Linked DNA regions of Anas platyrhynchos: region 2 is linked to region 1. A link is a contact called in public Hi-C data. All regions are on one chromosome and are shown on one strand. Each heading gives the region's core, a stretch centred on a gene start, on an enhancer-like site or on the middle of the called end of the contact. The rest is flanking DNA. Distances are from core to core; before and after follow the strand shown. Region 1 holds the start of HMGA1 (high mobility group AT-hook 1). Region 2 has its middle 4.5 kb from the start of SPDEF.

The links. Hi-C and Micro-C count contacts between places; a contact is called where the count stands out from the background.
Region 2: a contact with region 1 is called in a Hi-C map of liver, with 2.7 times the contacts expected there. The contact joins the enhancer-like site here to the promoter of HMGA1 in region 1. A contact is called at or near these places in 3 of 8 Hi-C or Micro-C datasets (liver, skeletal muscle and subcutaneous adipose tissue).

The regions. Positions count from the first base shown.
Region 1 is chr27:4,047,937-4,054,290 of IASCAAS_PekinDuck_T2T, reverse strand. HMGA1 (high mobility group AT-hook 1) reads right to left here and starts at 4,900. Exons shown (of 6, transcript XM_072028352.1): 1 at 4,723-4,900; 2 at 4,235-4,411; 3 at 1-109. The coding sequence starts at 97.
Region 2 is chr27:4,128,565-4,134,519 of IASCAAS_PekinDuck_T2T, reverse strand. No RefSeq gene overlaps it. Among named protein-coding and RNA genes, the nearest start is that of SPDEF, 4.5 kb to the right of the region's middle. Within about 2 kb of position 1,424, at least 2 of the 8 cell types and tissues checked have an H3K27ac peak or open chromatin away from gene starts, as enhancers often do.

The DNA.
Region 1 (6,354 bases), core at 3,651-6,150:
GCTTCTTCCTGGGCCGCCCCCGGCCCCTCTTTTCCGAGGCGTCCTTCTCCCCCTTGGAGGCCAGGGCCTGGCTGGACTTGGCGCCGGCTTCGCTCATCGTCCTTGGCGGCTGCGGCGGCGAGGAAGAGGAGGAGGAGGAGGAGGAAGAGCAGAAGGGAGGAAGGCCGGTCAGCGCTCACCCGCGCCGCGACCCGACGCCGCTCCCCGGCGGGAGGCGGGCGGGGGGGGGGGCCGCGGAAGTGACTCACGGGGCTGCGAGGGACGAGCGGAGCCCACGGAGCCTCCCCGGGGGTCACAGCCCCGCAGCTGCCCGCAGGGGGGCTCGGGGTGGGCAGGGGGCTCGCCCCCCACCGTGGGGTTGGGGTGGCCGGTGGGGGTAAAGGATGGGGTGCCCCCGGTTTGGAGCTGCTGGAAGCCCCCCCAGGAGTTAAATATCAGCCCAAATGTGCAGCTCTGACCTGTCCTGCACGGAGAGGGGTCCGGCCGGCACCGGGGGGGCTGCAGGGGTTCGGCAGGGTGAGGGGGGGGGGGGGGGAGCAGGAGCATCACCAGGGGCTGTGCAGGGAGGAGACCCCCGCCTCTAAAAGAGTCCCCCCCCACTAGTCGGTAACTCAAAATTTTGAGCTCCAAATTTCAGCCGCACCGTGGCACCCGCCCTGTGCCAAACCATCCCCCCTGGCACCCATGGGTGCCTGACACCCACAGACCCCCGGCACCCACAGACCCCCGGCACCCACATGGGCACTGGGGGGGGCTGCAGGAGCCCCTCGCCACGCCATGCACTGATGCAGGGGGTGAAGCCTCCGGGTGCTCCCCGCTCTCCCACCCCCAGGGCCCCCCTTTGGGTGCTTCTCCGGGAGCCCGTGGGTGCCCAGCCCCTCCCTGGGGACCCCTCCCAGAGCACCCCCGCTCCCTGCCCATCCCCGGGGCTGGCTTTGAGGCGCAGCCCCCAAATCCTGGCGGGGTGCAGCCTCGCTCCCTTCCCTTCCCATGCCAGGAGCAATGGGATCGGGGCTGCGGGGCAGGGGCCCAGCCTCACCCCGCGGCACAGAAACCCCGCTGAGTTAGCCAGGTGCCCCCACCGCCCCGGGAGGTTTTTGGGGAGCGGCGGCTCTGCCAGCCCTTCCCACGGGGCCCGACCCACGGAGCAATTCCCCCCCCAGCTCCCCTTCTGCCAAGAGGAGGAGAGCGGCTCCAGATTTAATCGGGAGCCCTTGAAATCCCAGACACGCTGCCGGCACTGGCAAGTTGGGACAGGACGAGGGGTGGTGGCACGGCCCCGGGGGCCCGCAGGGATCCCCGGGGGGGTCTGGGGGTGCCGGGGGAGCTGGGCTGGGTCTCGCTCACCCCCAGCATTTGGGGCACGCCGGGAAGGGCCCTGCCAAGCTCTCACATCCCTGCGGCTCCCACCTGGGCACCGCTGCGCCCAGAATGGGGGCTGCACCCTGCTCCGGCCACCCTGGCTGGATTTAGGGACACCGAGGGACACCAGGCTGTCCCCTCCCCGTGTGCGTGTCCCGGAGGGCTGTGTGGCTTTCCTGCCTGACGGGGAAAATCCCGTGGAGGAGCGGGCTCCATCTTCCCCTCTCCACCCTGGTGCTTCCCGGGGGCGTAGGGAAAACCTGCTGGGCCGGAGCTGTGGGGCCGCCGCGCTCCACACCCTGCTCCCAGCCCAGGACGGGCTCGGGGCCGGGATCAGCTGGGTGCAGAGCAGGGACCCTGGCAGGAACGGGGCCGATCCCATCCCCTTGGGGTCCGATCTGCGTCCCCAAAGGGCTGCGGACCCCAGGAGGCTTTTCCTGGTGGGTTTCGGGCAGCCAGAGGCGCCGGCCCTATAACGAGGCTTTAACCACCCCCAGCCTTTAGCAGCTGCTTCCAGTTTGGGTAAACTTCAGCCAGGGGGCACGGCGCTGCTGCCCCCCCGCTGCTGGGGCTGCGGGAGGGACCCACGGGGGGACCCCGATCCCCATGGGGACCCCGACCCCACAGCAGTGTCTGGAGCCCCCACCACGCCGAGACCTTCCAGGCCCCTCTGAAAGTGACTCACGAGTGCAAAGCAACAACAAAAACCACCCGCAGATTATTTTTTTTAGGGGGGGGGAGACAGAAACCATGCGTGCTGTCATGTAAACACCCCAAAATAATTACTCACAGCATCCCTGAGCCCTTCAAGGAGCACTTAAAAAAATATATATATATAAATAAGGTTTAGGGAAGGAAATACTGGTGGGCTGAGCAGGGGCTGAGAAGTATTTACCCTTTTTTTCTTTTTTTCCCCCTCTTTTTAGTCGATCTTTGGCAGAGGGAACGCAGCCCCCCGGCCGTGCCGTACCCTCTCCTGGGGGTCCCTCAGCTGCCCTGCTCGGGGGTCCTGGCCCCATCGGGCAACCCCTGGTGGCCACGGTGCTGTGTGAGCGATGCGGGTGGGATATGGGGCTGCCCTTGGTGCCACCCCATGTCCCCGTCCCCATCGCTGCCGTCCCCGTCCCCACCTCGGAGCTCGGCCCCGCGCCTCGGAGCGGGATTGGGATCGGAGGCAGCAGCTGGGTTGCCATGGAGGGAAGGAAGCAGCTGAGGGAGAGAGGGAAAAAAAAAAAAAAAAAAAAAAAACACAAAAAAAAAACCCTTTTCCCCTTTTCATGGCGGGGGGAACCACGAGCAGGGGGCTGCCGGGCTCCTGTGGGCTGGTGGGGTGAAATCCCAGCGGAGGGCACTCCTTAGGGTCAGAGGGTGCTGGGGGGGGGAAACCCCTTCCTCGGCCGTCCCCGTGGGTCGGGAGCCGCCGTGGGGGGTGCTGCTGGCAGCCACCTCTTGCACAAGCCACGCTCGGCTTGCAAAAGCCACAACCTGCCCCCCCCGTGCAAACAGCCCCATAAATCCCCCGCGCCCGCCACCCACTCCCAGATTAAACAACCCAACCCGAAAACGGGGGGGGGAAAGAACTGAGGTGGTGGCGGTGGTGCCTCAGATCTGCCCCCTTCCCCCCAAAAAATCTCCTCACACCCAGGAAACCCAGCCCGGGGCTGGGGGGGGCACAAGTTGGGGAGCCTCGGGGATGGGGGCTTAGGGCCGAGGTTGGGGGTGGGGGGGGCTCTGCTTTGAAGCCCCCCCCCCTCCCCTTCCCCTTCCCCTTCCCCTTCCCCTTGCTATTAAGGGCAGACCACCCCCCTTCCTTCCTGGGCATGCATAATAAAAGGAAGTGATAAAAGAAAGGAAGGAGGGAGGTGGGGGAGAAAGAAAAGAGGCAGGAAGGGCAACAGCGCAGCTTTGTGAAGCCCCCCCCCCACCCCCCCCTCCCGCGGGCTGCAATAAAACCCCGGGCACAGCAGCGCCATTTCGGGCCCCCCCCTGCAGGCATGGGCTGGGGGGGTGCTTTTAGGGGCAGGGGGAGATTTTAGGAGTAGGGGGTGGTTTTAGGGGTTTTGGGGGGGGGTTGAGCCCCCTCACTGCAACTTTACAGCGACCTGCCCGAGTGTGTGCCCCCCCCCTTGTCCCCCCCCAACGGGGCCTTGCCCGGCCCCAGGCACCTTGCGGCGACCCCACAAAATTTGCAGCGCCCCCCCCCGCCCCCCAGCCATCCGCGCCCACCCCACACCATCGGCCGGGGCTCCACGTGCTCGGCGCCCACCCCCCAAAATTCGCAGCCCCCCCCCCCCCCACCCCCCACGTGCTTTGCACCGACCCCACGTGCTTCGCGGCGACCCCAGGCGGTTTGCCCCGACCCCACACAACCCGCCGGGACCCCCCCCTAATTTGCACCGACCCCCCCTTAATTTGCACCGACCCCCCCCTAATTTGCACCGAGCCCCCCCCAATTTGCACCGAGCCCCCGCCCCACGCGCGCTGCAGGCCCCACGCACTTTGCAAGGTCCCGGCCCCACGCACCTTGCACCGACCCCAAAACCACACGGAGGGGACCCGGGGGGGGGTCCCAGCCCCACCGAACCGACCCGAGGCTGCAGCCGGAGCCCCCCCCCAGGGCGTTGGGGGCCGCTGGAGCCCCCAAACCCCATAAATCGGAGGAAAAGTCCCCGCAGCCCGGCCCCCCCCAGCTCATCCCGGCCCCGCCAGGTGCATCGCCCAATTAATCCCAGTAATTAATAACAAACCAAAGGGGCACCCGCGAGCCCTTGCAAACACGGAGCGAACCTCGGGCCCCCCCAGCACCCCCTTGAACCCCCCAAACCCCCCCCCCCCCCCGGAGCAGAAAGGAAAGAGGAAGGCCGGCACTCACAGTCAGCTTGGTCTCGGAGCTGGGTGCTTGGGGATTATTATTATTATTTTTTTTTTTTGGTGGCTTTTTTTTTTTTTTTCCTTTTAATTCTTTTTTTTTTCCTCCCTCTCCCGGCGTGGCTGTGTTGTGAGCGAGCGAAACCCCCCCTCCTGGCTGCTGCTGCTCGCAAATGCGGATCTGAAAGGAGAAGGCAAAGAGAGAGAGAGAGAGAGGAGAGAGAGGCTGCGACTCGCACACGCATCCACAGCACGGCCAGGCCCCCCCCCCCCAACCCCCCTTATTTATATAAATAATAATAATAAAATTAAAAAAAAAAAAAAAAAAAGCGCTCCGGGAGGAAGGAAGCCGGGTCCAAATCATTTCACGGGGAGCCAGGGGGAGGAAAAAAAAAAAAAATAGGGAAAGGGGGGGGGGGGAAAGAGGGGAAAAAAAATAAATAATAATATTAATGATAATAATAATAAAAAGGAGCGAACTCCGAGCCTTACTGGAGGGGATCCAGGTGCTAAAAATAGCAAAATCACCCTGGAAATTAAATAAGGGCAGCCGGGCAGAGGGGAGCTCCCAGCCCTTGCGGAGCGCCGGGAGGAGGAGCCGCCTGCATCACGGCCGGGGGGGGCGGGCGGCGGCGGGGCCGGGGCCGATGGGGCCGTTCAAAGGGCTGCGGTGGGGCCGAGCCCCCCCCCCAGGTCCTGCTGACCCCCCCCCCAGGGCCGTGCTGACCCCCCCCCGGGCGGTGGTGGCTCTCCCCGGGCAGCCGGGATGGATGGAGACCCCCCCCAAAAAAAAGATCCCCAGTTTGTGGGGTGCCCAGTGCCCAGTTTGGGGGTTCCCGGTTTAAGGGTGTGTGTCCCGGGTGGGGGGTGGGGGGGGGCACACTCTGCTTTGTGCCCCCCAGGGCGGTTTTGGGGTTTTGGGGTGGCGCCGAGGGGTTTTGGTGGCGCTTTGGGGTTGAGCGTCGGGGCTCTCCGCTGGGTGAAGCGCGGTGCTTTTATTTGCTGTTAACCCCCCCCCCCATAAAAAAAAAAATAAAAAAAAAAATCCTCTGATCCCCTTCTGGAGGCACCCGGCAGCAGGTGCTCCGTCCCCAGGGAGGGGTGGAAGCGCCGTGTTTCAGATTTCAGCGCGGAAATGTTGGAAGAATAGGATTGGGGGCGGAGGGGTGAGCGTGGCTGGGCTGGGGGGGGGCTGGCGAGCGGCCCCGAGGTCTGGGAAGGTTTTGGGGCTTGGTTCTGCCCCGGGGGGGGCTTTGTTCTGAATCCGTGCTGTCTGCTTTGGGGTGCCTTAGGGCAGTGTGGAATGGGAGCCACATCAGCTCTCCGGGTCTGCCAGGACCCTAAAAAACAGCCCCCGGCTGTGCCAAGCATCTGGGGGCTCGTGGTGGGTTTTGGGGGAATACAGGGAAATGCAGAGCTCCCAGCCATGAGGGTCTGCCGAATTCCCCCAAACTCCTGCAGAAACCCCAATGGTGAATTTCGTGGGAAGTCTGACTTGGGTGCTTGGACCCCCCTGCCTCAAAGGGTTGAAATCTGGTGTTAGGAGCTGAACCTTAGGCTGTATGGTGCTGAATTCAATTTTCAGGCAGGTTTTTGTTTTAAAAAAATCATCCTTAACAACGTGAAGCCCGGCAGCGTTGGTGTCTGCGTGCGCAAAACTTCGGCGGGGCAGGTTTGCGACATGGCAAGAACCAAACCCAGCTGCGCAAGGCTCGTGGCACCTCTTGCTAAACGCTGCTTGGATTTAACCCCCCCTGCAAACTCCCTTGGCGCCTCCTGTCTGAAACACAACCAAAGCCGTGTCCCTTTCTGAAAAATGAATGCAAAGGAGGGGAAAAAAGCCCTGCGAGGAGCCGACCCCTTTCCAAATGCCTGCCAGCGGAGGCATTGCCCCGTTTGCAGCGCTGCATTTTGGGGCTGAGCCCGGCTGCAGCTCCCTGAGATGGCGACCGCGCTGCGTCCCCTCCAGCCGAGGGCCTTGCACCCAGGTAAGGTGCTGCTTGCAAGCCCCACACATTATTATTTTTTTGGCTAAAATCAGCATTCCCCTTTAGCAGGCGGCCCCAGCCAAGCACCGTGTGCTGCGGTGCCTTCGGCTGCCCCAAACCTGCCCATGGGCATGCT
Region 2 (5,955 bases), core at 175-2,674, 84 kb before region 1:
AAGAGCAAACAAATGGAAACTGCGAAAGGCACTCTTTCCTTTTTTTGCGGGCAGAGGGTGCGGTGCCCATGCCGTCGGCTGACGGGAGCGGGTCCCTCGGGGCTGCACCGCGTGCCCGGCGGTGGCCGTGCCGGCAGGGCCGGGGTCAGCGGCCGGATGGGGCTGCGGGATCTGCCCCGGGGTGAGCGCTTGTGAGCTGGGAACAAGCCTTGGGCTGACGAAGTTGTGCCTCATCCCACCAGGAAAAGGGTTTACGGCCCATCTGCAAACGCCAATCCTGCTGAGTGCCTTCGTGACGGGCTCTCGGTGGCACAGTTGCGTGCGTGCCACCGGGGATGTGGGGACGCCCCGGGGCTGGCTGCTGTCCCACACCAAGGCCAGGTTCATGCGGCGCAGTGCCCGCGTCCTGGGGCTTCGTTTTGGCCAGGGGAGGTGGAAACCTGGGGCTGCTGCAGCCTGGTGTGCGCCACGCGAGGTTGGAGCAAGGATGTGGTCCTTGGCCAAACCCTAAATCTCGCCGTGCTGTCGTCATCCGAGCCTCTTGGGGTGCCTTAGTGTCTTCTGTCCCCCTTGGAGGGGTCTGGGGCTGAGGGTCCCGGTGTGTCCCCAGTGGGATCCTGTCCCCTCGCCCCCCACCACGCCAGCACTGCTCGCCCTGGGCAGCCCCGGTGTTGTCCGTCCTTTCGGGGCTGCAGATGTCACGGTGAGGGTTTTGTTTCAAAGGGCAGCTCCTTCCCATCCTTCCCCCCCTCCACGCTTTTTTCATCAGCTTTTGGTTGGGGATTAGGCACGTGTTGACAGAACAAACATTTTGCTGCCCTCAAAATCCACGGCTGACAACAGAAGCGATCTTCTCGCTGTGCCGGGTCCCGAGCCAGAGTTGGGACGGGGCAGAGCCAGGCTTGGGGCAGGGGTTCCCCATTTTGGGGTCACGTCCCACGCTGGGCTGGCTGTTTTGGGGTCTGGAGCCCAGCTCCTGCAAGAAAGCAGGGAGCACTGATCGTGTTCTGCTTTCGTGTCCCCTCCTGTGCAGCCCGGCACGGTGCCCGTGTCCCGTAGGGGTTTGGTGTGTCCCAGTGGCCCAGCGCTGCACATCCCAGCCCCTCTCCTGGTGCCATTTATGGTTTCAGCCCCCCCTCAGCCAGGCTCTGGGAGGCTCCTCGTGGTGCTGAGCCTCCACAGGAGGCTAAGGATGGGAGGCAGCTTAAGTTTGCTGAGAAAAAAAGCAAATTCCTCCAAAGGCAGAGGGCAGCCCAGCTCCTGGGGAGGGGATGAAGGCAGGGCAGGCTGCTGGGGATCCCCGTGCTGTTTTCGGGGTCCTTGCTGCGCCCCCTTTTTGCCTGGTGGCTCTGACCGGGGCGATGCTTACGGGAGCAGCTCCTTTCCCTCGGAGCTGGGTGACTCACGGCTGAGTCACTGCTCGCTCTGCGCTGCCTCGCTTGTCCCCAGCTGCCTCCGTGCCGAGGCCCCCAGGCTTTTCCCTGTGCCCCCCCCAGCCTGTGGGACGCTCAGGGCCGGGAGAGCCGTGCCTCTGTCCCAAAACCACAGCTCCGTGCAGGGTACGGAGCAGCCTCATCCCTGGGAGAAGAGGAGACCCTGTCCTCTGGGTGGGCTGACACAGGGGGGTCCCCACCCCTGTGCCCCCCAGGGAGCTGCAACAGGGTGGGGGTTCTGATGGCAAAGGGCTGGAGCCCCCCCGGAGCTGGGGAGGTGGCTGGGCTCTGCCTCCCCTTCTCCACCCAGCCCTGCCCCCTCCAATCCTCAGAACACCCCGAGGGCCCGTTTTAGGCTTATTTTTAGGGATTCCCACCTGGGGCAAAACCATTCTGCAGGCTCTATGGGGTTGGATGGTGCGGGATGAAGGGGAGGATGGGGCCGGGAACCTCTCCTGCTCCATGGGGCACCGCGTGCCCTCGGCTCGCCATGGGAGCGCCTCATGGGGCCGTTATGCCCGGGGACCGTTTGCTCTCAGAGGGGGAAAGCAGCGGAGGAGAAGAATGAATTTGCATTTCTCCGTGGCAGCCGCTGTGGGAAAACAAAGCCACCGAGGGTTTTGGGTGCTGCGCAGCCCCGCGCCGGGGCTGTGTGAAAAGACAACATCGCGTCCGCTGGCCCGGGGCCCTGCCGGTCTCACCTGGCTGCTCCTGTGTGCCTGGGAACCGCCGCCAAGCGGCCCCAAACCTACAACACGCCGAGGGGGTGCCGGCCACGCTGCCATGTTACTGGTCCCACTGGTGGGGTGAACGGCTAACGGGGAGGGAACGGGGGTACCGGGCTGTATGGAGGGGTTTGGGGTTTGTGTGGGGATGGGGGGGACCCACATGGGCAGCCCAGCTCAGGGGTTGTCCCTATATGTGCGTTTCCCCAGCGTGCGCCCCAAAACAGTGCCGGGGTGGCCGTGACCTGTCCTCACCCCCCCTCCACCGGCGTTTGCTGTGCCGCCGAGCTGGGCGCACCCGCGCCGCCCTGAGCCCTCTCTTCCTGGCAGCGCTGCGCGACCCGCGGCCACTTCCAGGCTTTTAATCCCGAGAGACAAAAGCAGGAGCTTAGAAAGCCACCGGAGGAAGAAAAGAGCGGGGCGTTAAGCAGGGAACAGCAAACACGCAGCTGGATCCCGCTGCTCCCAGCCCGGCCGGCTGCCCTGCGACCTCCCCGCCTGCGTCAGCCGCGCTTGGCACAGGGGAAAATGGGGAGGAGGGGGGCGAACCCTGCACCGGGCACCGGGGTGCAGGAGCGGGGAGCTGCCGGCTGCCGGCACGGGCAGCAGCCGAGGTTGGGAGCCCCGGGGTTGTTTTGTCAGGGTGGGCCCCGCACGCGGGTGCCGGCGGCAATAACCGGGGCTGTTTGCCCTGAGCATACGCGCGGCGCCCCATAAACGGGGTTTATGGCAGCATCTGGGAGATGGGGAAGTGGGATGAGCATGGCCATGAGGGTAATAAACGGGAGGGGCCCTGCCTGGCGCAGAGCCACGGGGATGTTTTGGGAAGGGGTAAGTGAGGCTGGAGGCCAGGAGGAATTTCAGGGGGTTTGCTTGGTCTCCGCTCTGGAGCCGCCTGAAGGTCACAGAATTATAGGGGACATTCAGAGATCATCGGGTTCAAACCCCAAAGATGCTTCCTGGGAGATCTCCACAGGCTTGTCGCACACACAAAAATCCCGTGGGCTGCCCGGTGCCTGCCCTTGGGTTATTTCCCATGCATTTTGGCAATTCGCTCAGCGTTGGGGTCCAAGCTCTGCTGAAAAGCCAATTTCCCCTCTGGGAGCAGCCCCCCAGCTCGCCCCAAGCCCGGCAGCGTGTTCCCAGCTGGGTGCTGGGTGCAGGCCCCTCGCTCCCTTCCCGGCAGTGACAGCGGCTCCCTGCTGTTTGCTCTGCTTTGGTGGCACGGGGACACCTCGCAGGGACAGCAGCTGTGGGGCTGGGACGAGGAAGGAGCCCGGTACCCTCAGCCCAGGCTCTTTCTAGGATCGCAGGGAGTGCTCCCAGCTCTGACCTCCCGTACGTGCCTTAGCTTGAAATAACACAAGAGCGAGTGTGATAAACCCTCTCGGTGCAGGCTGGGTGGAAATGAACGGCGCTGAGCAAACAGCCGGGGAAGAGCAATTAAGATTATGGGCAGCAGGAGGGGGGGGAGCAGCAGCCACCTCCCGCCAGGGATCTTCCTCCTGCACAGCATCCCCGGGCTGGCCCTCGAGGTGCAGGAGGGATTCCCAGGGTCCTGGCGCTTCCCCGTTGCTTGTTCCCAAAGCCCAAAGGATTTTTCCTCCCTTGGTGTGGGATCTGCACCCAGGGCTGTGGGTGGATGTGGCCGTGAGCTTGTTTGGGTGCTGACGGGAGGTGAAACCCAAAAGCTGCCTCCTCCTCGGGACACCAACACCCACCAGATCTGGGGCTGGTGAGGGCTGGGGTGCTGAGCGCTTCTCACCGAGGCAGCTGCCTGCAGAGTGGGGCTGAGCCTGTGGGTGTGTGAAAGGAGCTTGAACCATTTCCAGCATCCTGGGCTCGCAGAAAAGCCCGAGGAATCCCGTCCTGCCGCCTGGGAGCGGGGATTTGCCTCCTCTGTGGGCATCGCCCCTGCAGAGCCCGGCAGCGTGGGTGCCAGCTCTGCGGTGGGGGCAGGATTTGGCCTCTCAGGGACCCGAGCGTGTGGGCTGGCTTTGCATGGGGACTCTGCTGTTCCCAAAAGTGGTGCGGGAAACGAAGTGGAGGAAACCCCACTGCTGGGGAAGACCAGGAAACGCCGCTCGGTTCTGGTGACGGAGCAGGCTCGGTCGCCTCTGCGGTTTTCGCAGTGACATCAAGTCCCTTCAATGGTTTTATTATATCTACGCGTTATATGGCTGCTTATCTGTTATTCTTGCGATGCAGCCAGAGATTAGCTGCAGGAGGGTGGGCAGAGAGATTCCTCCAGGCTGATTCACGAGCCACTGCTCCGTCCCCTCCTGCTCCAGCGCTGAGCTTTCGGTGCAAAAGGCGCCGGCATCGGAGCCGATCGGTTGACAGCCAGGACAAGGAAAAAGCGCTCAAAACTGCGCACACAGAGCAGAAAAGCCAGACTATTTCCCCTCTTTCATTGTCCCGCAGGTGTTGCAACCTATTCTTTTCCTGTTTTGCATATGTAACCAGAGCTGCTTGCAACGGCCTCGTGGCCCTGCTGGGATTGCGCAAGGGAGGCGAGACTGCGCTGGGGTTATGCGGGTGGCCGCAGCCCCCAGCCTGCACCAGGGAGGGAACCAGAGCAGCTTGGATGGGGCAAATCTGCTGCCAGCCTCCTGGTTTCGAGGGATTTCACTTTCTCCATCCACCATCAGTGAGAACTCCTGGCGTTGCCCAAGAGCTTTGGGTACGGCTTTGGGGACGTGCTGCGGCACAGCCATCGCTGCCCCATCGTGGTGAGCAGCAGGGGCTCCGAGCTGTGCCTGCATCCTGCAGCAGAGGCTCGGTCTCAGGCCAGGTCTGACATTTGCCCCTGGTCCCTGTGGCCGGTTTTGGGATGCTTCCCTGCTTTTGTAGCCCCACGTTGTGCTGCCGGCCTGGCCAGCTCTCCCTGGGCAAAGCCAATGCGCTGTGAGGCAGGGAAATATTTTTCCTTTTAATCTCTTCTGCTTATCGAAATCTCCGGTGCTGCTGATAGGAGCAGCAGGGAGAGCTTTTTCAGAGCCCAATCCCAGGCAGACCGGGAGGACCTGGGTTTGGGATGCTCCTGAGAGGTGACCCAGGGCCAGGCCGTGCGTCCCCTTTGCCTGGTGACATCCCGCTGTCCCCCTGCCCTCTGACCGCCCTCTCCTCCAGTTTGCTCTGGGCTTCTTTGCTATTTGCTCTGGCAACGGGTGATAATTAAACCTAGGAAGCAGGGAAACATTTCCCATTAAACGTTTCAGAGGGCAGCACCGATGGGATTTGCAGCCCGGGGCAGCTGGAAGCAGACAGACAGACAGACAGACGGACATGCGGGGAGCGGGGAGGTGCGGCGTGGCCGTGGAGGTTCCCCGTGCGCATGGCTCTGTCCTACACGTCGGCTTTGCTCCGTATCGCATGTTTCCCCAGCTGACACACCTATGTTGCCATTCATAAGCTACGATAAAGGTCTCTGCGCGCAGAAGGCTCTGTGGCCTCGGCTGCGGGGCCGTGCTGGGTTGGGGCTGCCCCTGGCTCCTGTTTGGGGACGCTGTTTCCCACGTGGGGACCCCAAAGCAGGTCTGGGCGCTGTGCACAAACCCCGGAGCTGGGCAGAGCTTCATGCTGTGGCTCTGCCCAGGACCTGTTATCACAGCCGGGGATGCCAGCCCAAACCCTGCTGCTTCCAGCACCCCTCAACATGAAGCACACCCCCAAACGATGGGGAAGAGGAATTCTGACCCGCTGCAGCTGCTTGGCACTTCGCAACAGGCGTTGTGGGATGCTGGATCCAAGCTGCTGCCGTGGCAAAGCCGTGCTGGGTCGTGCACGTTGTGCCT